Regions from separate parts of the Mus musculus genome. Here regions 2, 3, 4 and 5 are each linked to region 1. Evidence: chromatin contacts called from public HiCAR-type, HiChIP or PLAC-seq and promoter capture Hi-C data. All regions are on one chromosome and are shown on one strand. The core of a region is the stretch at or near the end of the contact, and the rest is flanking DNA. Distances in the headings are between cores, read along the strand shown. Region 1 holds the start of Parm1 (prostate androgen-regulated mucin-like protein 1). Region 2 holds the start of Uso1 (USO1 vesicle docking factor). Region 3 holds the start of Cxcl2 (chemokine (C-X-C motif) ligand 2). Region 4 holds the start of G3bp2 (GTPase activating protein (SH3 domain) binding protein 2). Region 5 holds the start of Cdkl2 (cyclin-dependent kinase-like 2 (CDC2-related kinase)).

Region 1 (4,296 bases), core at 1,232-3,731:
TGCACACTAGAGAGAAGTTTGTTGTATTTCAAATGGGTAAATTTTTCTGTAATGTCATCTTCAAAAACCTTTAGATCTGCCAGAGTCACTAACTTAAATCAGTTTGTATAAAGAGACCAGTGACCTTAGATGAAATGCTTGACAGTGGGGAGAGAGAACTTGTAGAGCCCACCTCCAACAGAAAGACTGGCCATCAAGTAAAGAATGGAATTGCTATCCCACAGTCAAAACTCTGACCCATAATTGTTTCTGTCTGAAAGAACTGCAGGGATGGAAATGGAGAGGAGCCTGAGGAAAAGAAGGTCCATTGACAGGCCTAAAATGGGATCCAGCTCAGGGGGAGGTCCCAAGGCCTGGCACTACTAAGACTATGGAGTGCTCACAAAAAGGGACCTATTATGAGTGCCCTCTGAAAGGCGCACCAAGCAGCTAAAAGAGTCAGATGCAGATATTTGCATCCAACCAATGGACAGAAGCTGCTGACCCCTATGGTTGAATTAGGGAAAGCCTGGAAGAAGTTGAGAAGGAGGGCGACCCTGTAGGAAGACCAGCAGTCTCAACTAACCTGGACCCCTGAGATCTCTCAGACACTGGACCACCAACTAGGCAGCATACATGAGCTGATATGAGGGACCCAACATGTATACAGCAGAGGACTGTATGCACCTAACTCTCAAGAGACTGGAGGCCCCAGGGAGTTTAGAGATCTGGTGGAGGGGAGGGGGAGGTGGTGACATCCTCCTGGAGACAGGGGGATGGGGAGGAGGTATGGGATGGGGCACAGTCAGAGGGTGGGCTGGGAGGGGAATAAAAAAAATTAAATAAACTTTTTTTTTAAAAATTAAAAAGAAGAGCACCAGCCTTAAAGAGTGTCACTACCAAGCTCTATCCATGTGTGGTTGCAGACTCTGTGACAAGCAAAGCCCAGATGTCCACAAGCTTCCTAATCACACAGGTTGGCTAGACACGGGAAGGACATGAGGCCAGAAGGCTTCCGGGAATGTGTTTAAGACTCTGCGTCTGCCAGTTCTTCTAACCAGGGAAGCAGGAGAGGCAGTTCAGCTTTTGCTTGCAGTATCGTTTGCTTCCTATACCGACAGGAATCAGTACATGTATAGAGAAGAAGGACAATTATGAGCCCAGTGTAGTCTATTGCGAAAGTACTGCCAAGATCTGGGAGTGGTGCTGGCGAGGTGAGGCTGAGAATTGGCCTGGCTGCTGCTAAAGTGATGAACCCAGGCTGAGAGAGAGCGGGTCCTGTTACAAGATGGAAGACGACACACCAAACGACAGGAAAACAGTTCTGCAGAGCTGCTGAGGGCACCAAATGTTCCAATGCCTTAGGAAGGGTCCCTTTTCTCTTACAACTGTCAGCTCTAGTGACCAGGGGCCACCAGGTTCAGACTGCACCAAGCTGAAGGATGTGGCATGCAGCCCGTATGAGGACTATGAATGTCTGAGGTGCAGGGGGCGCAAAAAGAATGAAATGAAAGGCCAGGTCTGACTCCACTTTGGAGAAGCCCTGATCTTTGGGGAGGCATTCAATATGGAGAAGGAGCCCCCGGTGAAAAAGATCTGATTACCCTTCCCTAACTATAAGGCCTGGGCAAGCACTTAAACTTAAAGTTACTTCCTACCCAGAAAATGAGGATACTTGCCTGTATGAGGATACTACGGGAAGTAAATGACTTGGGTAGTATGTGAATGTACATTGTCCAACACATAGCCTATTGCCATTTCTCAGAAATTATTGTTATCTGTTATTATTGTTTATTAGCACTAATTATTATTACATAAAACTTATTTTATTATTATTATTACATTGTTTTCATAGGCCTGATGTACAAACAATTCTTACAAACTATATGAACATGACACATTCCTTAATTTCTAATGCCTTTGATTTCTTACCTGGGAAATAGTAAGGTTTATGTCTCTGGGTTAGTAGAAGGAACTTTAGCATAGTAACTAATCAGACGGCTGGTTCAGTTATCTGGGGATCATATATATCACCTGATAGTGGTATTTCTTCTGGCTAGGAAGTTGAATAGGCACCAGGAAGTGCGGTGAGAGTTTAATGTACACAGAAGGCTGTTTGCAGAAATGAAGGGAAAAGGTCTTCATCCCATACTTGGAAAGAAATGTGTTGATTCTCTGAGGTGACCTCGAGGTCGCCTCTCTAAGGGTAAGGAGTTTTCATAAGCGACCTAACGGCAGGGACCCACTCACACTTTGTTTTGCCTTAGCTTCCAGGACAGTGCAAAGCTCCCTGAGCTGTGGCTGAATCCACTAAAAGCTCAAGTCTAGCTCCCGCTGTCCAGCAGAGGCCGCTCTGGGCCGGGACTCCTGGGACCTGTGCGCCAGGAGAGAGAAGGCCAGGGGGTGGCCCTGTCCTCGCAGGAGGGCCGGGTGGGAGGGGTTTGGCGACGGCGCAGGCGGGCCCTGGGCTCAGGCAGCTGGGATGGAGCAGAAGTGCGCCTGGCGCCGCAGGGCACACAGCTGACTCTCCGCGCCACCTCCACTTCGCCTTGCGCCGCCAGACACCGAAGCTGCCTGGACTCGTCGCGCCTGGCGTCCCCGCTCCTCCCGTAGCCCACCCGGTCCGAAGAGGAGCTGCCGGTGCCCCGAAGCACTTGGTCAGACCCAGGAAACTCTTCTCTAGTCGCATCCAGCTCGGTACCGAGCACCAGAGTAATATGGTCTGCAAGGTGCTCATCGCCCTCTGCATCTTCACCGCAGGTACTTGGCGCGGTCCTAGGAAGAGCGGGGCATGGGGGAGGCAGCACAGGGTCCGGCTGATGGGAAGAGGGGCGACACCAAGAAATAAGCCACCACTGGAGGGTGGTAGGTCTGCAGGGGTGTGCGCACTTAGATTTGAGGTGTGCGGTTTTGGCAGTCCTGGAAGGGAGGGACGTCTGGGTCTTTGCTGTGGCATCCTGGGCCCCCCACAAATTCGTTCTCTGTGAAACAGGTGGCCGGCTAGCTGGCGCCTTAGAACACAGAATTCCGCACGGAGAGGAAAGGTTTCTGTGGTTTCTCCTTTGCTGGGGTCTCCGGGGAGCACCTGCTACAGCCCCAGACATCACTTCTTGCCAGTGGTTTGTCCGGACGTGGGATACAGAGGCCAGGCAGGGGTCCGACAAAGCTGCTGCTAGGAGGGCTTCATCATGGAGTGCGCTCAACCCGACTGGTTAGCGCTCTGGGACTTAGAGGTCTCTGGAACTCCGGGCGTCCCTTTTACTTAGGCTCAGGGATGATGCGGCACAAACAAGTCACAGGGGCAGCGGCCCAGGTTAGGGTCAAGCTTATGATCATTGTTTGAAGATTGCAGGTCTACTGTGGCCAAGAGCCTTCCAAAACTGTGGCCCTCTGTATGAAACTAGTAACTTGGGTAAAAGTAGGATACACACCCCCTTTTGCCCCATCCGGGTCTGTCTATCTATCTCACCCGGGTCTAGGGACTACTTGCAACCACGACCTTGGGCATTCAAGCCAAGCCGACCCGCGGGCTGCAGAGATGAAACCAGGCACCACCTTCTGGAGTTGGGTACCTAGGTTTTTGTCCAGGAAGAACGTAGCCCAATAAGGACTATGGATTCGGGACTATACTCGGGGTCTGAGGGTGGGCGGGGGAGAGTAACCCAAGAGAGTAGTCCGGTCTGTTTATCCAAGAATGCCCCGAAGCCTCCTAGTACAAGCTGATTGGAGATTCAAGCTTTAGTCCGTGTGTTTCCCCTCTTGAATTGCCTGGGTTCCTGTAAATGTGCCTCCCCACCCCCACTCAAGGAAAGTCACAACTCCTTGAAAAGAAGCTAGAAGCTTCCCTGGGGCTCTCAGAGGATAAGACAGTTTATGGGAAAGTTTCCCAGCTGAGCCAATAGCCTGATGGTGTTTTCCCTACATGCTAATGTCTGAGAGAACCTTTCTGCTCCGGGATCTGCAAGGTCTGGAGACCTGCCTGCGGATCTTTCTGGAACATTCGGCTTCCGTGGCGCAGCCCTCTTGAGAGAGGAGCCCTTAGATATGAAAGTGCAATAGCCTTCTCAGCTGGATTGCTGCCAAAGGTAGTTCCCTGGTCCTCAAAGGATAGATGTTTACAAACGGATGCGGAAGGGAACCCATTCAGGAAGCCTAGAAAACATGCACTTGGCTAATGGATAGATTTTGTTTGCTGAATTGATTTTGCCCCTTTATCCATTTATTTATGTATTTATGTATGTATTTATTTATTTCCTTAATATTTTTGAACATCTCTGTTCAAAATCAAAAGCTGGCAAATCAAAAGCAAAAACGGAT
Region 2 (4,296 bases), core at 557-3,056, 620 kb after region 1:
ACAAAATGCCTCCACGGAAAATGTCTAAAGCAAAATGTCAAGCAGAGGACAATAGTGGCACACAGTATTCCTGGCAATAGTATCCCACCATGCTCTGTGTCCAGGCTTACGACCTTGGGACTATCTATCACTACGGCCTGCATGGTGTGTGTTCTGTCATTCACGGGCAGAACAGATCGTCTCTCTTAGCATACTAGTCACATGTTCATTCAACAATTTATTCACCTATCCATCAAAATCACTCCATGATTAGTAAATACACTAGCAACTGATTTACAAATGGCCGGGTCATCAGATTTGGCTTATCAAGTTTGAATTCAGTGTCGGCGGCAAAGTGACAGCGCAAAGAATCTGCATCTTGATTTCAAGGTACTCTCTCCTGAGACGCTGAAGTGGAGGCTTAAGGAACTAGCAGGAATCTGCCCCACAAAGAGGGAAAGGGCATACTAAAGCAAGAGAAACATGTTGAGTATTTGAGGGACACTGGCGCTTCAACCCTAACAGGTGTGTCTGCCAAACTAAGGAGTTTGGATGTCATTATATAAACCGGGGAACCACTGGAGGATTCTAACAAGAGGACTGACATACTTCCTCTTGGGCTCACCCAAGGGTGTACTGTGGGAAGCCAGGGCTGGATGTAGACAAACTAGTTAGGAGCCTACTGCTGTAATCTCAGTGTGGAAGAATCTGAGAAATATTCCTGCACACCATACACTCAACATTGGACAGGTGAAGGAGGAAAGCCGGAGTCTTCGGATTCCTCCTTACAGACTAGGGGATTATTTGGGTAGAGGTACTACTGAGCACGCTAGGGCACACCGTGGAAGCATACTGATTTCTTTTTAGAGGGAGTCTGGGGGAGACATAGGTCTTAATCGTCACATCTGAGACCTATGGGGAATTGAAACCAAGAGAGGCATGAGTCAGTTGGTTTACTAGACTCCCTTTCAGAGTCAAGAAATTTGCAAAACCATGTGTACCTGGCAGCCTCATTTGGAAAGAACAAGTATAGCGATTTGGAAATATGACATTCTGCTTGCTAAAACCATTGAAAACGTAGAAATTAAGAATTAATTTTAAAAAGGGGGGCATTATGCTACCAAAATGACACAATGGAACAATTTATTTCCAACCTCTTATTAGAGATAAACGAAGGGGGTTACTTCTCACACTTGAAAATGAGCGGAGAACCTGGTGTTTAGATCAAGGAATTCTTTTTAGCGGGGCTGAGGAGCAAGAACTTAGAAACGCGCCCTCGAGTGGTAGTGGAATGAGGGGTCTCTAGCACCCCCTTTACCACCAAACAAAGCCCTGGGTAGAAATGCAATTTGCGAGGATCAAAAGGCCACCTCGCTCGTACCGCTTAACCGAAAGAACCATACGAATCTTCCAGGGGACAGGACACCCTTCTCCCCCTTACCTGTCACGCCGGCCAAAGGAAAATTTCACTTTCGACTCAACAAAAATAAACCCTCAGGTTTGACAGCTTGCAGTCCGTCCCGCTCTCGGCGACAAAACACCTACCAGCCGATGCTCCTAGTCTAATCAGAGCCTCGGGAGCCGACTGGGCAGGGCTGCGACCACGTGGGTGACCGCGGCCAGCAGCAGCAAGCAGCGCAAGGAGGAGGAGGGGGCGTGCCCAAGTGGTGGGAGGCCTGCTGGTAGGCGTGGCCTGTGGGGCCGGGCAGGTGGGCGTGGCCTGCGGCCCGGGGCTCCCTCCTCTCCCCTTTTGCCTTCGCCCTTCGAGCCGCCACGTAACGCCACGTCCCCGCGCATGCGCACCGCGGCTGGTGTCCGCGGCTGTTTCCGGGCTCGGGGGGCCGGAGAGGCTGCTGAGTAGGAGGCGGCGGTGGCGGAGGCCGGGGAGTGCGGAGAGCCGGCTCGGGGGCTAGGCCCTACGGGGGGCGGGGGGCGGTCGTGTTTTCTTTGGCAGAGGGGCTGGTGAAGCCGGCGGCTGAGCGACAAGATGAATTTCCTCCGTGGGGTGATGGGGGGTCAGAGTGCCGGACCCCAGCACACTGAAGCCGAGACGGTGAGCGCAGCGTCGCCGGGCCGGGCTGGGGCCGGGCTGGGTGGGTGAGATCGGGGCGTCTACGCCGCTCCCGTCGCCTGCCTTCTTTCCTTCCCCCTGCTCGGACGCGCGAGCTCCCCACGCGGCGGTGCAGCCCGGGCCGTGGTGACAGGAGGGCTTCGGGGACCCGGCACGGCGACGGACCGCGCGGCCCCTCCCTCCTTCCCTTTAACCTGTCGGCCGGCCAGCCTCGGTGCCGGCTGAAACCCGGCTCTACGGGGCTGGAAGGAAGTTAAGACCCAGCTGTTGGCGAAGGCTTGTGGCTAAGAATAAAACGATATTCTTGGGGCACAATGCCACCTGTTCCTGCCCCATCAGCTGTAAGAATGGGCGTTTGCCTAGGGTTGGTGGTTCAGACCCTACTTTTCAGGTTCACCCAAATGTGTCATGGGGCAATACTTACTCCTCTTGCACGCTGTAGTGATCTGCGCGCTAACCACTCTAGGGACTCTTCTGCTCTATTGGTGACATGATTTGTTAATGTTTTTCTTTTTTAATTATTAAGACATGGAAAACCGGCATTTGATTTTATGTTTAGGATACACTTCCTGGGAAGTTTGCAGAGCCAATTGGAAACTGCTGTGGATGGCTTACCTGAGAAAAATGAATTTAGATATACAGAAAAAAAAAAAAACCGCGTGTGACATTTTAAAGACAAACTTTGGGTAGTTGTCATAGCTCTGTTTTGTGGATTCAGAAGGGTCATAAAATAGGACCTGCAAGATAGGATGGAGTCTTTACTAATGAAGAGAGAATTAAAGTAACTTGACCAGAATCTTGGAGCTAGAATTTACTACGGGGGAAACTAAGAAACTAAGCTTTCTGCTAAGCTTAGACTTGATTGCTGATCCCGGGTTTCAGTTGTTAGCTGGCCCTTTTGGAAATAAGATTACCCACATTAATTAAGTTAGGATTACGTTAACTAACGAATGTAGTGTACTAATGTAGTTAGTGTAGTTTACGCATGTAGTTAGTACTGAGGGAGATGGAGGAGGCCTAGGACTGAATCCAGGGCCTGATTACATGGAGGGCAAGCATTCTGCCACTGAGCCAGACTTCCCACCAGGTTACAACGGAGCTGAAGGCTGTCACATGTGTTGTTTTTGAAAATCAGATCTCCTCTTCCCCCAATACCTGGCTTCCCTTGTTCCTCCCCACATGGCAACAAGGCTGCTGTTATTGGAAAGCCAGGGACTTTAGCTCACCACAGTCACAGCCCATCTCTTTAACCTTTCTGTGTTTTGTCTGATGTTTGTCTGTCAGAGACACACAAATTAAGAGCTGGCTTTGAAATGAGACCTTGATTTGAATCCAGGCTTCCAGGCTTGGTTGACTTGGACAGATCTGGGAAGGCTAATGCTTTCTAAGTAAAAAGTGCTGGCTCCTGTGGCTGTAATGAGTCTTTAAAGTTGAGAAACATGAAAGTGCAGCCCTTAGTAGATGCTCAGGAAAGGATGGACTTGACTCTAGTAGGTTAGGCTGAGATGATCCTTCGGCCTTGTCACAGTGACCTCTGTGGAAGAGGTGATGCGTTCTTCAGCGTTAGAGGAATTTGAAGCTGAGGCTCCTGGAGCAGCGAGAGGTCAAGCCTCCTCACTCTCCGCTCAGCAAAGTGACTTGTGCAGTTGGTACTGCGGAGCTGGAGCTGGGATGCTTGGTTCAGTGTGCATGGATCAGTATCATAGTTTTACATCATGACTTTATACTGATGCCCAGTGTCACCGTGGTGAACATGTAAAGAGAGACGAGAGGGATGCCCTTTTACTTCACTGGCTCTGAGAACTGAATCAGTAGTCTGTCTTTTGAGGACCGAGGTCACTGAGTTACTGTATGATCAAAGTTAGTTCTGAGTCTGTCGGGAAGTCCAGCAGGGCTCACGGGCCACTAGTTGACATGGATTTATAGAGCCTCAGTGGAGTGCATGGTGTACTATTAGGTGCTTTAATTGTCCATATTTGATTTGGCCTACGTGCTTGACTAGCCAAGGCTTTGAGCATCTACTATATAATCATCCACGACCTAGGTTCTTTTTTTTTTTTTTTTTTTTTTTTTTGCTTTATGGAAAATTTATTGCAACTCTCCAACACAGAATTATTTTTTCTTTTCAACATCTTGCTCTGCAGCTTCCTTCGCCCTTTTTGCTCGGATGCCAAAGAGTCGGGCATTGGCACGGGCCATTCGGAGACTGGCAAAAGCCTTAAAGTTCTTTTCTTCTTCTGTGATAA
Region 3 (4,296 bases), core at 1,285-3,784, 610 kb before region 1:
AAGGAAAAAAAATGCTAGTATTCCATTTTGTAAGCAACTGTTGCTTTACTCTGTCTTTACTGGTATATATTTAGTAATTACTTTTTGAAACATTGTATGCTTCAGAGACTGCTGTAGGAACCCGGTACTTTATTCTATTCTCTCTGAGTATTTCCTTATGTCAACATATCAGATTGCACCTGGAAATCCCTACAGCAGATAGTTTCTGTTTTCTACTATCATAAAGATACTAATGGGCTGACCAGCATCCTGATAATACTGAAGGCAAATATTTCAGTTAAAAACCTGATAAAGTGGTCACATTAAATCCACAGAAGTCTGTGAGCCTTATCTAGGCAGTTAAAACCCATGAATAAAATGTCCATGAATAAAATGCCTCTTAGAAGCTCCAATTTCCACCGGCTTCAGTTCTGAAGAGGATGTATATTAATTTGGGAGGGCGGGGGGGGGGGGGAGGACAAAGCATACATATGTGTTAAATACACCACGTTCATTCTACAAATGTAAAGTCTTACTGGGAGTACAACACCCAGATGTTCTGCCACTTCACCGATTTTAAACATTAGGAAAGCCAAAGTTGAGCCATGAGATACAAACATTAAATAAATAAATAAATAAATAAATAAAACCCCACAATTCTCCTAAACCTAAGAATCACTTATCTCAGGAAACATCTAATTCTTTATAAATTTTACTAGTAATTGAGATGAGTATGTTCATTCAGATTTTGTAGTTTTAGTTGATAAACCAATTAAATTAGGTAAGAGACTCATCTAAATTCTTTTTTCCCCCTGAGACAGAGTTTCGTTATACAGCCCCCATCGCCTGGAGCTCACAGAGATCTGGGCGCCTCTATCTGCCGAGGGCTAGGGTTAAATGTGTTTGCCATCAATCCCTGCTCCAAATTATCTCCTAAGGGGTGGGGGTGGGGGGCAAAAACGAATAGGAAATTGTTTTGCTTTTCAAGAATTATTTGTGTTTGTGTGTGTGAGTGTGTGGCTTTAACTCTTAGGTGAGTCTTGTTTTAGTAATATGGAGGCAAAAACAAATTTTGTTTTTGTGTTTTTTTTTTTTTACCTTAGCATTTATACAGTGAGTTTTTAGAAACATTAACATTTATTCATCTGAACATTTTGAGACAGTTATTTGGGTGCATTTCAAAGATAAGAAGCTAGCACATTGGTCACAGGTGGGTGTCTATGTCCCAGTATCTAGTGGCACAGCATTTCCTCTCTGGCAGCTTTGAATATCCTCCTGCCTCTCACACGCTTCTCTGTAAAACGACCACATGGCTCTCAGAGAGCTGCACTCAGACCCACAACTATCTACAACTTGTGTTCTAGATGACCAAGAAATAAAACCCAGGGTGAGAAAAATGAGCTAGTGAAAGACAAAGGCTAGAACTGAGGGCTACAATAGTTTGTCACAATCAGTGAAAGCTCAATATGATCCTCTAGTGGAGAAATCAAATCACTGGGACAAGAATGGATGTATACAGTGTGTGTGTGGGGGGGGCTAGATTTGCCTCGATAACAAAGGGAGAGAGAGAGAGAGAGAGAGAGAGAGAGAGAGAGAGAGAGAGAGAGAGAGAGAGAGAGAGAGATTGAAATCTGGCATCTAAATATTTCACAGATACAGGTACACGTTTGTTGTGAAGCGGACATGTGAAGGGCGCTACCTCCTCTAGGTGTCAGCACTGACTGGCGAGTAGACTGTCCCCAGGAGAGCCCTTGCCTCCTGCAGCTGGAGACCGCCGAGAGACCACCAAGTCTCTGTTTCTTGAATTCATGAAAATCTCTTACAGCTGATGTGGTGCTCACCAGCACACTGGAAGAGCCTCGGAAGTTCCAGAATTTCACAGAGGAAGTTATATGAGATTACAACACTTTGTCCTAGGTTAAACATGAATTAAGCTTTTGACACATCTCCCCCCCCCCCCCCCACGGCCCCAAGTCGGGTAGAAGGATATGACACAAAATGTGATTTACTCGTGCTCAGTACACCGCAGGAACAATGCACTCTTGTGTACAGCCTGAGATGACTAAATTTCAACGGTGTACTTACGCAGACGTAAATAAATCTTCATCTAGTACTATCTATGAGTATGTAACTAATAGAGAAGCAATCCCCCATCCCCCGCGCGTTCACGCTTGAACACACACACACCTTAATTTCTTCAGTCCTAATGACTAAAGTTCCCCAAACTGTTAGGTCTCCACTGATGACATAGCTCAGTAACCACTGTCCTCTAGCAGGTGGTCACTTCAGCGCAGACATCACTTCCTTCCTTTTGAGGATTTGGGGAAGGACATCCCAGGGTCCCATAGTGGAAGGGCAGGGCAGTAGAATGAGGCAGGCAGCTCACGCGCGCGTGTCCCCAACCCACTCAGCTTAGGGGCGGGGCTCTGTGCTTCCTGATGAGGGGACCCTGAGCTCAGGGAATTTCCCTGGTCCCCGGGCTTTTCCAGACATCGTGCATAAAAGGAGCTCTCGGGACCTCAGAGCCCCAGACTGCGCCTCAGTGCCTCCAACAAGCTTCCTCGGGCACTCCAGACTCCAGCCACACTTCAGCCTAGCGCCATGGCCCCTCCCACCTGCCGGCTCCTCAGTGCTGCACTGGTCCTGCTGCTGCTGCTGGCCACCAACCACCAGGCTACAGGTGGGATTCGGATTCGAGGCTGATGTTTCTGGGGAAGCCTCAGGTGGGCGCAGCCATCCCCAGCCCTTCTGACCCAGTGTCTTCTCCTACAGGGGCTGTTGTGGCCAGTGAACTGCGCTGTCAATGCCTGAAGACCCTGCCAAGGGTTGACTTCAAGAACATCCAGAGCTTGAGTGTGACGCCCCCAGGACCCCACTGCGCCCAGACAGAAGTCATGTGAGTGTCTCCCTGGATAGCCTCTGCCATGGCCAGAGTTGCCCAGACCCTCCTGCCGCCCCATGCTCACCCTAAAGAAACCTCGTGCCTTATAATGATCCCCACATCTCTCTGCAGAGCCACTCTCAAGGGCGGTCAAAAAGTTTGCCTTGACCCTGAAGCCCCCCTGGTTCAGAAAATCATCCAAAAGATACTGAACAAGTGAGTCGCGATTTGTGCTTACACCTGACTGGCACCCGATTTCTGAAAATTATAGCAGGGAAAATCAAGGTTAACTTCAGTTCAGGAACCTGAATTATTATTTTCATTGTTAACTTTGTCCTGTGAGCATCAGTTTGAATTGATAGAAGGGTACGACTAGCTCCTTTCATCTACACACGTAAAAGTCCTTCCTTAATGGATGGTCGCTGTGTGTCCCTAAGAATTAAGTAGATAGAACCAACTAGCGCTGGTGTAAAGCCTGTTATCTATTAAGATTCAATACTTTACCCCTGCCCTTTCCATGTCTGTGGGCTGTAAAGTCTAACTCTTGGTTTTGGTCAAGGTGAGCCTCTAAGGCTTCCCGATGAAGAAGAGCTGGGGTTTCCAGTGAGAGGCTTGAAATTCAGGTGTAGGCTCTCGCTCTTATCCTGACTGAGTTCAGTGAAAAAGCAATAGGTATTGTTCTTGTTTACAACGTACGCGAAGTCATGCCTTGACATTTTTACTCTTAACATCATTTGGAAAGGTTCAAGCTGGTACAATTGTAACGCCAGCTCTACTATTCTAGTTTCAAAGCGCCCAGAGTGTTTATTGCTGGAAAGTCCAGCAATAGGTAGCAGGTCCCTTGTGGAGGCTAGAGATGGTTTCGTTTGGAGAGTAAACCAAGGTCCAGGATGAAGTCAAAAGAAGGGGGCTCTGCAACCCGCCTTTAAGATACCCACTAACAGCAACCATTTTCTCATCACAGAGGCAAGGCTAACTGACCTGGAAAGGAGGAGCCTGGGCTGCTGTCCCTCAACGGAAGAACCAAAGAGAAAGAAAAAAACAAACAGCACCCGGGAAGCCTGGATCGTACCTGATGTGCCTCGCTGTCTGAGAGTTCACTTATTTATTTATCTATGTATTTATTTATTTATTAATTCCATTGCCCAGATGTTGTTATGTTTATTTTGATATTTAAAGATATGCATTCGCTAATTCACTGTAATATCTTAAAAGGTCATTTTAATATGTTAAAGTTTATTTTAATAATGTTTAATGTGTTCAATTAAAGTTATTTAACTTATATAGTTGGAAGGTGATAAATTTTTAAACCTATTTATTCATTAGTTTCTGGGGAGAGGGTGAGTTGGGAACTAGCTACATCCCACCCACACAGTGAAAGAGACTGGGGATAAGGGGTGGGGGTGGGGACAAATAGATGCAGTCGGATGGCTTTC
Region 4 (4,296 bases), core at 707-3,206, 570 kb after region 1:
CTTCTGTGTAGCCCTGGCTGTCCCAGAACTCTCTGTAGTCTACAGATCTGCCTGCCTCTGCCTCCTGAGTGCTGACATTAAATCGTGCATCCATGCCCGCCAATATTTTGATTCTGAATTCTCAATAACCTAAACCATCACAATAAACCAAGCCACTGGGAAACACACTTTGAAGCCGTTCTCACAATCAATTTGTCAGAACAAAACAATTTTCATACACTGAGATTAGATAGTGCATATGTCCGAAAACGGTAACGAAGGGACAATATATAATTCAGTCGTCCTAAGGTCCAAACTGACCGAACTCCCCCTCCCCCATTTTTTTGAGTCAGTATCTCACTGAGTAGCCCTGGCTGTCCTGTGGAAGTATGTAGACCAGGCTGGCCTCGAACTCAAAAGACCACCTGCCTCTAACTCCAGAGTGGTGGGACACTGGGTCCAAACCTAAAGACCATAAAGGGATCACTGAATTTCGCTAAATCAAGTGTTTACTCAAAGTTTGGTTCACATGCCTAGGGCTACAATAACTGCCAAATATGGAATTGGGACAAGAAATTACTATCCTCACTTAGAATTAGTGCATCCTTTTAAACTGCAGCTAATGGTTCCCCTGCCTAGGTACTTGGAACAAGCGAGGTATAGTGTCTAGAATCTAAAAACCAGAAACCTTAAGCTAATCAACTGCACAACAATCACACCCGGAGAGAAGGGGGCAATTTTCCTTGATTCAGATTTGCTGCACGTGTTTTGTTTTTAAGAAGCAAAAGGCATCTCCTCAATGTTTTTTGTGCTTTGGTTTAAAACTAGTTATATCTTGGGAGTAGAAATTGTGAACACGACCCTACAGCCCCCCCCCCCCCCCAAAGCACCACAGGGGTACCTAAATAAATCTGCCCTTAGAGACGCAGGAAAACCTCAATCAGACTCCACTAACGAAATCCACACCATTTAGGGAAACTTACGTTCTTCTCCCCTTGTCCTACCCCAAAGAATAGCAGGGGGAGAAAAGCCCATTCCCAAAGCACTGAAACGTCCTTTTTATTCCTGGGTAACAGGAGAGATTGTCTGCAGAAAAAGGACGTAGGAGACGCACGTTACAGTCCCAGTATCCGAACACGTTCGGGATAATCCGGGGAGGGCGGGGGGAAACGCCGAGCACCCGGCAAGTGGAGCGGCGGCCACCTTCAACCCCGGATTCAGTTTCCGGGCACAGAAATGGTGCCCGGAGGCCGCTACTTTCGCATCTGCGTTGCTTCTGCCTCCGCCGACACGGCCTCCTTCCCCTCCCCCACGGGCGGGGCGACGACCGGGAACTAGGGCCGCCGGCGAGCGGAGGAACCAGGCGGGTGGGCTTCCTACCCTGAAACCGCCTCTGCAGGAGCCCACTGCCCCGCTTCGCGGCTTGGCGCCCGTTGGCGCGCTCTGGGAGCTGGCGGCGGACAGGGTACCCCCGGGCTGCTTCATCCTAGCAATCCCCAGCCCCACCTGTGCCCTCCTCTGCACCACGCGCGCAGGTCATCCTCCTCCCCACGCAGCCTTCCGCTCACCTTGCAGGAAAGGCTCGGCTCTGCACGCACGCACGCACTCTTGCTGGCGTAGGCAGCCGGCGAGAACAATGTTTCCGCCGCACCAACCCCGACACCAAGCGCACACACCGGACGGTTGCCGCGAGCCGCGGAGCGGAGGGAAATGTCCCCTGCCGACCACCACACCGACCGCCCCTCTCGGCCCCCGTACACACCTCCAACCAACAGCGGCGGCGGGCACGTCGCGCGGAGGTCAGTAGTGTCGCGGGATCGGCCGCAGCAGATTCTCCTCCCTCGAAGCAACCCGAGGCTTCGGAATCCGGAGAGCCGCGAGCTCGGGGCCCCTCACAGCCACCTCTTCCCGAGAGCCTAGAGCTGCAACGAGCTCCAAGAACACGGACGTCCCGCCCCCTTTGCCGCCGCCCCCTCTTATTGTTTTACCCCTGCGGAAAGGGCTAGGGAACCCCCCAGCACAGCGCCAGCCAATCAGGCATCAGTTTGGAGAGCTAGACCCAACCTTCTCGCGTCCCACTGCGGAGCACGCGCAGAACGGCGCCGCGCTCGCTCGCTCGCTCGCTCGGGCGTCCGGAAAGCCAGGGAACCGGAACCGGCCTAAAGTCGGGGCGAGAGCCCGCTGATTTGACGTCACAAGGAAGCTGCCTTTCTCTTGCAGTGATGCTGAAGCCTCCCTGTCCTCTCAGGTGGCGCGAACAAAAAAGATGGCTCGCCGCTAACCAGTGGCTTTTACAAACGGTTATTCCTGGAGCCTTTATTCGTGATAAGAGGGAGCAAATTTAGTAATGGTCCTGGTTGCTGCGTTATCGGAGCATTAAAATGCAGTTTTGAACTCTGCACAGTGAGCTCACCTGTATTGCTTAATTAGCCTGTTTTAGGAAATGGAGGTTTAAAAGTCTTTCTCATCAATGTCAAACAGCTAGTTTTAAATAAGGGTGCCGAGCTATGGAGTATGGGGAAAGTATGACATAGGCTGTATGGGCTTGGGGCTTTTGTATGGCCTTGGTGGCTTCATCCTTAAATGGAACTTACTGGAACAAAGGCTGAAAGGCTTAAAATTTAAAAAAGAAAAAAAAAGCCACTTATAAATCTATGCCACTGGGACTTAGTTATGGAAACAACACTGCTTCATGAACCTTGATTCATGGGGAAAAAAAAGCCTTTGTAGACCAAATGTTACTTTGCCACTAATAGCAATGTTTTCAATTTCAAGATAGCAGAAGAAACTGGGAATGAAGCTATGAAACGGTGAAAGGAACGGAAGGGCAATTGAGAGGAATAGAACACATTTTAATCAAGCAAAATGCAGGATTAAATACATCCTCAGTTTTCCCTCACAGTAGAGATTTCCTAGAAGAAGAAAAAAAAAAGGTTCACAAAAGGCAATGCTGATTGGTACTTGAGCCTCCAAAATCTACACTGGCATTATTTTGGATTGCTTAATAATTTTTATATGCAAAATATATAGGCAGACCATCATTTATTAAATGACTCTGAGATGGTTTTTCTTAATGCATTACTTCTGCAGATTACCTTTTAAGTACAGTGTTTATAGACCAGATACGCTACTGGTATTTTATAAAAGTCACTTATGTCTCACAAAAACCCACTTACGTAATTACCTATTTGAATGCACACTTTACAGATGAGGAAAGTGAGACTTACGAGACGGTTTACCCTAAGGACACGCTCGTATTACTCATCTCAGCCAGGCTCGGGGCTACATACCTCTAATCCCAGCACCTGGGAAGCAGAGGCAGGAAGATCACAAGGTCTAGGCTGACCTGGTCTACGAAGCAGATTCTAAGTCAGCCAGGGGTACATAAGGAGACTCTCTCGATAATACTCAAACAAACAAGGACTACTCATGTTAACACAAGCACTCTGCATCCATACCCCACACCCCTAATTGTAAACGACAGAATGCTGCTACTATTGACTGCTAAAATTTCAACTGTTTCCAATCACATCGAATGCTTCTGGTTTGTTTTGGATATTTCAAGACCAAGTTTCTCAGTGTGGCTCTGGCTATCTTGGAAGTCACTCTGTAGACCAGACGGGTCATGTGTGATACCATGCTGGGCTCCATGCAGTGTTTTTGTAAGTATTCTTCATCCTGTAACCTGAGATAAGGTGTGTCTCCAGGCCTTGCTGTGCATGGGATCAGATCGGGGTTTGTTAAAACTCCCCTCAGCGTTTGTGATTCTGCAGATGTGTGCTGAGGGCTGAGAACAGGCACATCCCACAAGTACCAAGGGATCATAGAGCTGCTCTGGGAAACCATTCTACCACCCCTAAGACAGAGGGCAGCAAATGTCACTGAAGGAACAGCAAGTATCTTCTTCAATCTCCTCCTTTTATAATCCTTCAAAGCATAAGAATAATTCTAAGCTTAGCCCCAGGACTAACAAAAGCAGGCCTCAGGCAATCCCTGCCACTAAGACATACCAATTAATGTTACTTGTTTAAAAAAAAAAAGAGAGACTCAATTTTAGTAAATTAACTAATTCCCACAAGCAACTAGCATTTCTTATTTCCTAAATGTCTCTCGTCTGTTCTCTGAATACCGTCAGCTTTGCACGGGGTCAGGCTGGTTTCATCTTTCCATGATGAAGTAACAGCCTAGTTAATCTCTCTGCCTTTCAAAATAACCACTGTGAAGCAACCACTGTCCCCATGGACCAAGCAAGGAGGCCAGTGTGAGTGATATTCAGTCAAGTGGCTCAAGCCAAAACCCTGAGTGTGACCCTTGACC
Region 5 (4,296 bases), core at 669-3,168, 530 kb after region 1:
TATTCTAAAAAATTATGATAATCCAAAGTATATATTACATTTTCAACACTTGTCACCTAAGTGTGTGTGTGTGTGTGTGAGAATCCAAAGTATATATTACATTTTCAACACTTGACACCTAAGTGTGTGTGTGTGTGTGTGTGTGTGTGTGTGTGTGTGTCTGTGTCTGTGTTAACCCAGGGCCTCCAATAAGCTAAGCAGGTGTTCTTTCTACCACTGAAGTACACCATCCAGCAGCCATTATTTGCACAGTGTAAATGGAGATCAACACAGAAAAGAGAAGATGGAGAGAATGAAAAGAATCCTAATTAAAATCAAATTCAAAACTCTTCACTATCTTATTACCACTTTGGGTATTAGATTCTACTTAAAACTATTTACAGTGTCATAGGCACTGACTTCCCATATAGTTCACATTTTAACTTCTTTTTACCTTTAATTACTTTTATAATAAAAAATTTACATTTGGAAAAACCTTCAGTGTGATTCTAACTGGCATAGTTTTTAACCTTCCCTTAAGTATATATTGTAAAGGAGTAAGCTTTAGGCTAGTGAAAATAATACAAATAGCTGGAATCTATAGCCTAGATCGTTTTTAAACATATTGTAATTGGCATCCTAGATATTTAAAGATGCAAAATGAACCAAATAAAAATGACCTTAATCATGTCTAAAAGGTTCTGAAACATATTATAACCTAGTATTATACAAGTGAACTAATCCAAATTTATTTTCCCAACCATGTAGACACACTACATAGAGCACACCTACTTGTTCAAGTGGGACTGTCTAAAATACCTTAAGAATATCATGGCCTAAAATATGCCTTGTTTCCTCAGTAACTTATAACCCATCAGTTTCTTGCCTTCTCACTCTTAAATCTATGGGTAGCACGTGGCATACAAAAAAGAAGTCTGGTGCGATGGCACTATAATAATTTAGGATATGTGCCATACAAGCATACTGTTCAAATACTACCAATGTTCTTTGGTTAAAATCAAACTGAAATTTCTTATACATAAAAGAACGAAATAACTGGGTTTTTACAAAGTATTATACTTACTATTTCTTCCAAACCCTTCACATGGAAAGAGCCAAAGGTTTTCAACTTGGAAACAAATTTAAGGTGATATGCATCTCGCTAGCAGATCTAAAAAGATGCTGACTAGCTAGCACACTAGCAATCCCAGTATTGGGATTTCCTCTGCGGACGCAATTACCGGTCCTAGGTGAAGCAGGCAGGGAGGCAGATTGGCTTCTGCCCTCCGCAAGCTCACACTTCCGAGGACTACGGGCCGCATGCTGCCGTCGTCAAGGCAACGACCTCACTCGGTCCCCAGCCATAGGCAGTCTCCAGAGAGAGAGAAAGGGCCCGAGTCAGAATGCGTCTGCGACAGGCAAAGACACAAGCACCTGTCAAGGACAACAGCTGCAGAGAAACGAACTGAGGAAAACAGAGCACCGCCGGCCGAAAGCCCTCGGGTCGCTCAGCTCAGGGAAGCAGCACCTCGCCAAGTAGCCCTAGGCGAAGGCGTTGGCCACCCTAGCTGCAAGGGGCGGCTCTCACCCGCCTGGTCCCGCCCCGCCTACGGCGGAGCCTCCCTGATCCTGATTGGCTGAGGCCTGTCGTCAGGCGTTGTGATTGGCTCTGTGCCACCCCGCCCCGCCCCTTCACCTGGAGCTCGCAGGTTCGCTCAGCTGACGGCCTCGTCCCCACACCTACGGTCTTAAGTTTGTAGGGACCTTTCTGCCGGCGCCAGGAGACCTCTGCTCTCAGGGGACCGCAGGTTGCCCCAGTGGCCACGAGGAGAGCCAAGGTGACGGTTCGCTGGGACTGAGGAGACCATGAGATTTCCCAGCTTGCCCGCCCGCGGCGCGGCGGGGCGCTGCGGGGCGCGGGCCCCACCCGGGGAGGTTCCGCCCAGCCGCGATTCCTCGCTTCCTTTCGGTTCCGGGCGGTGGACCGGAAGAGCCTAGTAGTTTATTTAGCCGAAATTGGTGGGATGAGATCTGTTGACAGACCTGACAGGAAAAAGGACCCTGGGACGCCAGCCTGGTAGGGAAAGATTTGGGGTGGAGCCCAGAGAGGACCAGAAAGCAAGAAAGGTAGGTGCTGACTGCAAGCGGCGCAAGCTGGAGCTTAAAGCTTGCCTTCAGCTTGAAGACTAGATTAGCCACGACAGGGCAAGATCGGAAGACCATTACCAAGCATATGCTGACGTCGTACGAGAAGCCGGGAAATGCTTTATCCCTCCTTATTAAGGGACTGAGATTGTAAGGCCAAATAGTTTTACTTGTATTCACCTATAGCCACACAATTTGTACTCAACTAAATATGTTTTTTTTTTTAATAGCTCGATCCAGGAAAGTATCCTTGATAACAGACACGTATATGCCTAGCCAGCACCCAGGGGTTATTCTTGCATAGTAAGGTGTAAGAGCAATTGTTTTATAATTTTTCTTAGTTCGGTACTGCATTAATCTCCCGGTGCTCAGTTACCATCATTCACCAAACTGCTTAAAATCGAGTTCCCGAACCTACAATTTTGAGAACCACCTCTGGAAACAGGGTATGGGTTTTTGGTTTTTTTGTTTTGTTTTGTTTTGTTTTGTTTTTTTGGGGGGGGGTTGTTTTTGGATAACCCAAGATGTGAGTTATAATGTAGCAATGAGCTGTGACCAACTTGAAGATAATTCCCATCGCTTTACTCTAGATTGTAACAAACCCCATGAGGTTTAAATAGAAAAATATTTATGAGTGTTCTGCCTGCTTGTATGTCTGTGCACTGTGAGCGTGCTTGGTGCCCACAGAGGTAAAAGAGGGCGTCAAGACCCCCTGGAACTGGAGTTACAGTTGGTTTCTGATTGCCGTGGGTCCTCAGGAAGAGTGACAGGTGTGCTTGGCCACTGAGCCATCTCTCTAGACATTCATGTGAACTTTTATGTACAAACAGGTTTATTAGGGTGGGAACCTCATATTTTACTTTTTTCCAGTTTTACAAAAAATAAACAGTTGAGTAGCAAAATTAGTGGTATACATGGGAACTGAAAGGACAAAGGCTATAAAAATGGTGAACAGGTGTTGCTTGAGAAAATATTTAAAAGTTGGAAATAACTGTAAAGGAACTAGAGGGTAGTCAAGAAGTACAAGTTCCTTTGGGAAATAGGGTAGTTCAGTGATGGCATGCTTGCTTGGACTGCACAAAGCCCTGGGCCCCACATCCAACAATTTATACACTAAGGCATGATGGTTGTGGCACAGCCCTCTAATCTCAGCCCTCGGAGGTAGGGAGCAGGAGTGCCGCAAAGTCAGGTCTCTCTCAGCTACTGACCAAGCTCAAGACCTAGCCTCTGTGAGGCACCATGAAGAAGGGAAGGGGGAGGAAGATTATTCTGTCTGTCATCCGATTACTGAAGAGGAAGGAGATAGATGTTATGTAGAACAACTAGGATTGCTGTTTTCTTCTTGAACCATAAAATAACTGGCAGAGAAAAATGGTAGGGAAGGAGGCAGCATCAGTAATTCCTGAAATACTAAGTGTAAGGGTTTATTAGTCCAGAAGAATTCAAGGAGAGAAAACATGCACATTACCTAGCCTAAATCTTTAGTAAATTTCATTTTTCTATTAAACCATACTGGTCAGCCTGGCACGTAGTGAAAACTTTAGTCCCCAGCAAGCATATGTCTTGAGTTCAAGGCCAGCCTAGACTATACTGCAGGTTCCAAGCCAGCCAGAGCTATATATTGAGACCCTGCCCCAAACAAAACAACAAACATACTGGTCAGATTGAGGCTCAAGAAAATAGTAAGTTTAAACTCCTAAAGGTAGGTAGTTATGACAAGTTTCAATTCAATAGGAACAGAATAAAACGTTTAGTGTGCCAACTGAATCTGTGCACCATGAATCTACAGTGGAAATGGACCTTGTTTCATACAGGATGCCAAGTTCCAGGGCAAGAATGGAGAAAATGAGGAATATAATACCTGGTGATTAAACACAGGAGGTAAGGAATCAAGAATGGTGGAAAGGCCAGGCATGGTGGCGCACGCCTTTAATCCCAGCACTCGGGAGGCAGAGGCAGGCGGATTTCTGAGTTCGAGGCCAGCCTGGTCTACAAAGTGAGTTCCAGGACAGCCAGGGCTACACAGAGAAACCCTGTCTCGAAAAACCAAAAAAAAAAAAAAAAAAAAAAAGAATGCTGGAAAAGCTGGTACCCAGCTAAACAAATAAGATGAGTTATAATGGCTCTTAAAATTAGAAATCACCAGAATAAGTGAAAAATGTTCTAAGGAAA

Evidence for each region. Promoter capture Hi-C pulls out the DNA fragments that hold promoters and counts their contacts. HiCAR-type assays count read pairs that join an accessible place to other places. HiChIP or PLAC-seq counts read pairs in DNA pulled down with a chosen protein or histone mark.
Region 2: a HiCAR-type map of astrocytes shows a contact between it and region 1, with 4 times the contacts expected there. The contact joins the promoter of Uso1 here to the promoter of Parm1 in region 1. A contact is called at or near these places in 11 of 39 promoter capture datasets (the 3T3-L1 cell line, cranial neural crest, frontonasal cranial neural crest and 6 more), 5 of 484 Hi-C or Micro-C datasets (embryonic stem cells, liver, muscle stem cells and 1 more) and 5 of 115 datasets of contacts at active chromatin or transcription factors (astrocytes, embryonic basal ganglia, embryonic limb bud and 2 more).
Region 3: a contact with region 1 is called in a promoter capture Hi-C map of liver, with 2.2 times the contacts expected there. The contact joins the promoter of Cxcl2 here to the promoter of Parm1 in region 1. A contact is called at or near these places in 2 of 39 promoter capture datasets (both in liver) and 1 of 9 other capture datasets (liver).
Region 4: a contact with region 1 is called in a HiCAR-type map of astrocytes, with 5 times the contacts expected there. The contact joins the promoter of G3bp2 here to the promoter of Parm1 in region 1. A contact is called at or near these places in 20 of 39 promoter capture datasets (the 3T3-L1 cell line, 3T3-L1-derived adipocytes, the HPC-7 cell line and 13 more), 4 of 115 datasets of contacts at active chromatin or transcription factors (astrocytes, embryonic midbrain, kidney and 1 more) and 1 of 9 other capture datasets (pancreatic islet).
Region 5: a FOXA1 HiChIP or PLAC-seq map of pancreatic cancer cells shows a contact between it and region 1. The contact joins the promoter of Cdkl2 here to the promoter of Parm1 in region 1. A contact is called at or near these places in 21 of 39 promoter capture datasets (the 3T3-L1 cell line, 3T3-L1-derived adipocytes, the HPC-7 cell line and 13 more), 6 of 484 Hi-C or Micro-C datasets (Sertoli cells, embryonic fibroblasts, embryonic stem cells and 2 more), 11 of 115 datasets of contacts at active chromatin or transcription factors (astrocytes, bone marrow-derived macrophages, cardiomyocytes and 6 more) and 2 of 9 other capture datasets (embryonic stem cells and pancreatic islet).

Annotation. Positions count from the first base shown.
Region 1 is chr5:91,515,219-91,519,514 of GRCm38.p6, forward strand. Parm1 (prostate androgen-regulated mucin-like protein 1) reads left to right here and starts at 2,482. Exons shown (of 4, transcript NM_145562.2): 1 at 2,482-2,739. The coding sequence starts at 2,697.
Region 2 is chr5:92,136,132-92,140,427 of GRCm38.p6, forward strand. It overlaps Uso1 (USO1 vesicle docking factor), which reads left to right and starts at 1,807. Exons shown (of 24, transcript NM_019490.1): 1 at 1,807-2,032. The coding sequence starts at 1,967. It also overlaps a transcript of G3bp2 not described here and the pseudogene Gm15710.
Region 3 is chr5:90,901,365-90,905,660 of GRCm38.p6, forward strand. It overlaps Cxcl2 (chemokine (C-X-C motif) ligand 2), which reads left to right and starts at 2,535. Exons shown (of 4, transcript NM_009140.2): 1 at 2,535-2,659; 2 at 2,752-2,875; 3 at 2,993-3,076; 4 at 3,825-4,296. The coding sequence starts at 2,581. The coding sequence ends at 3,840.
Region 4 is chr5:92,081,788-92,086,083 of GRCm38.p6, forward strand. It overlaps G3bp2 (GTPase activating protein (SH3 domain) binding protein 2), which reads right to left and starts at 1,957. Exons shown (of 11, transcript NM_001080795.2): 1 at 1,742-1,957. Gm46933 reads left to right here. Exons shown (of 2, transcript XM_017321256.1): 2 at 1,085-2,378. The coding sequence ends at 1,786.
Region 5 is chr5:92,041,124-92,045,419 of GRCm38.p6, forward strand. Cdkl2 (cyclin-dependent kinase-like 2 (CDC2-related kinase)) reads right to left here and starts at 1,919. Exons shown (of 14, transcript NM_016912.2): 1 at 1,676-1,919.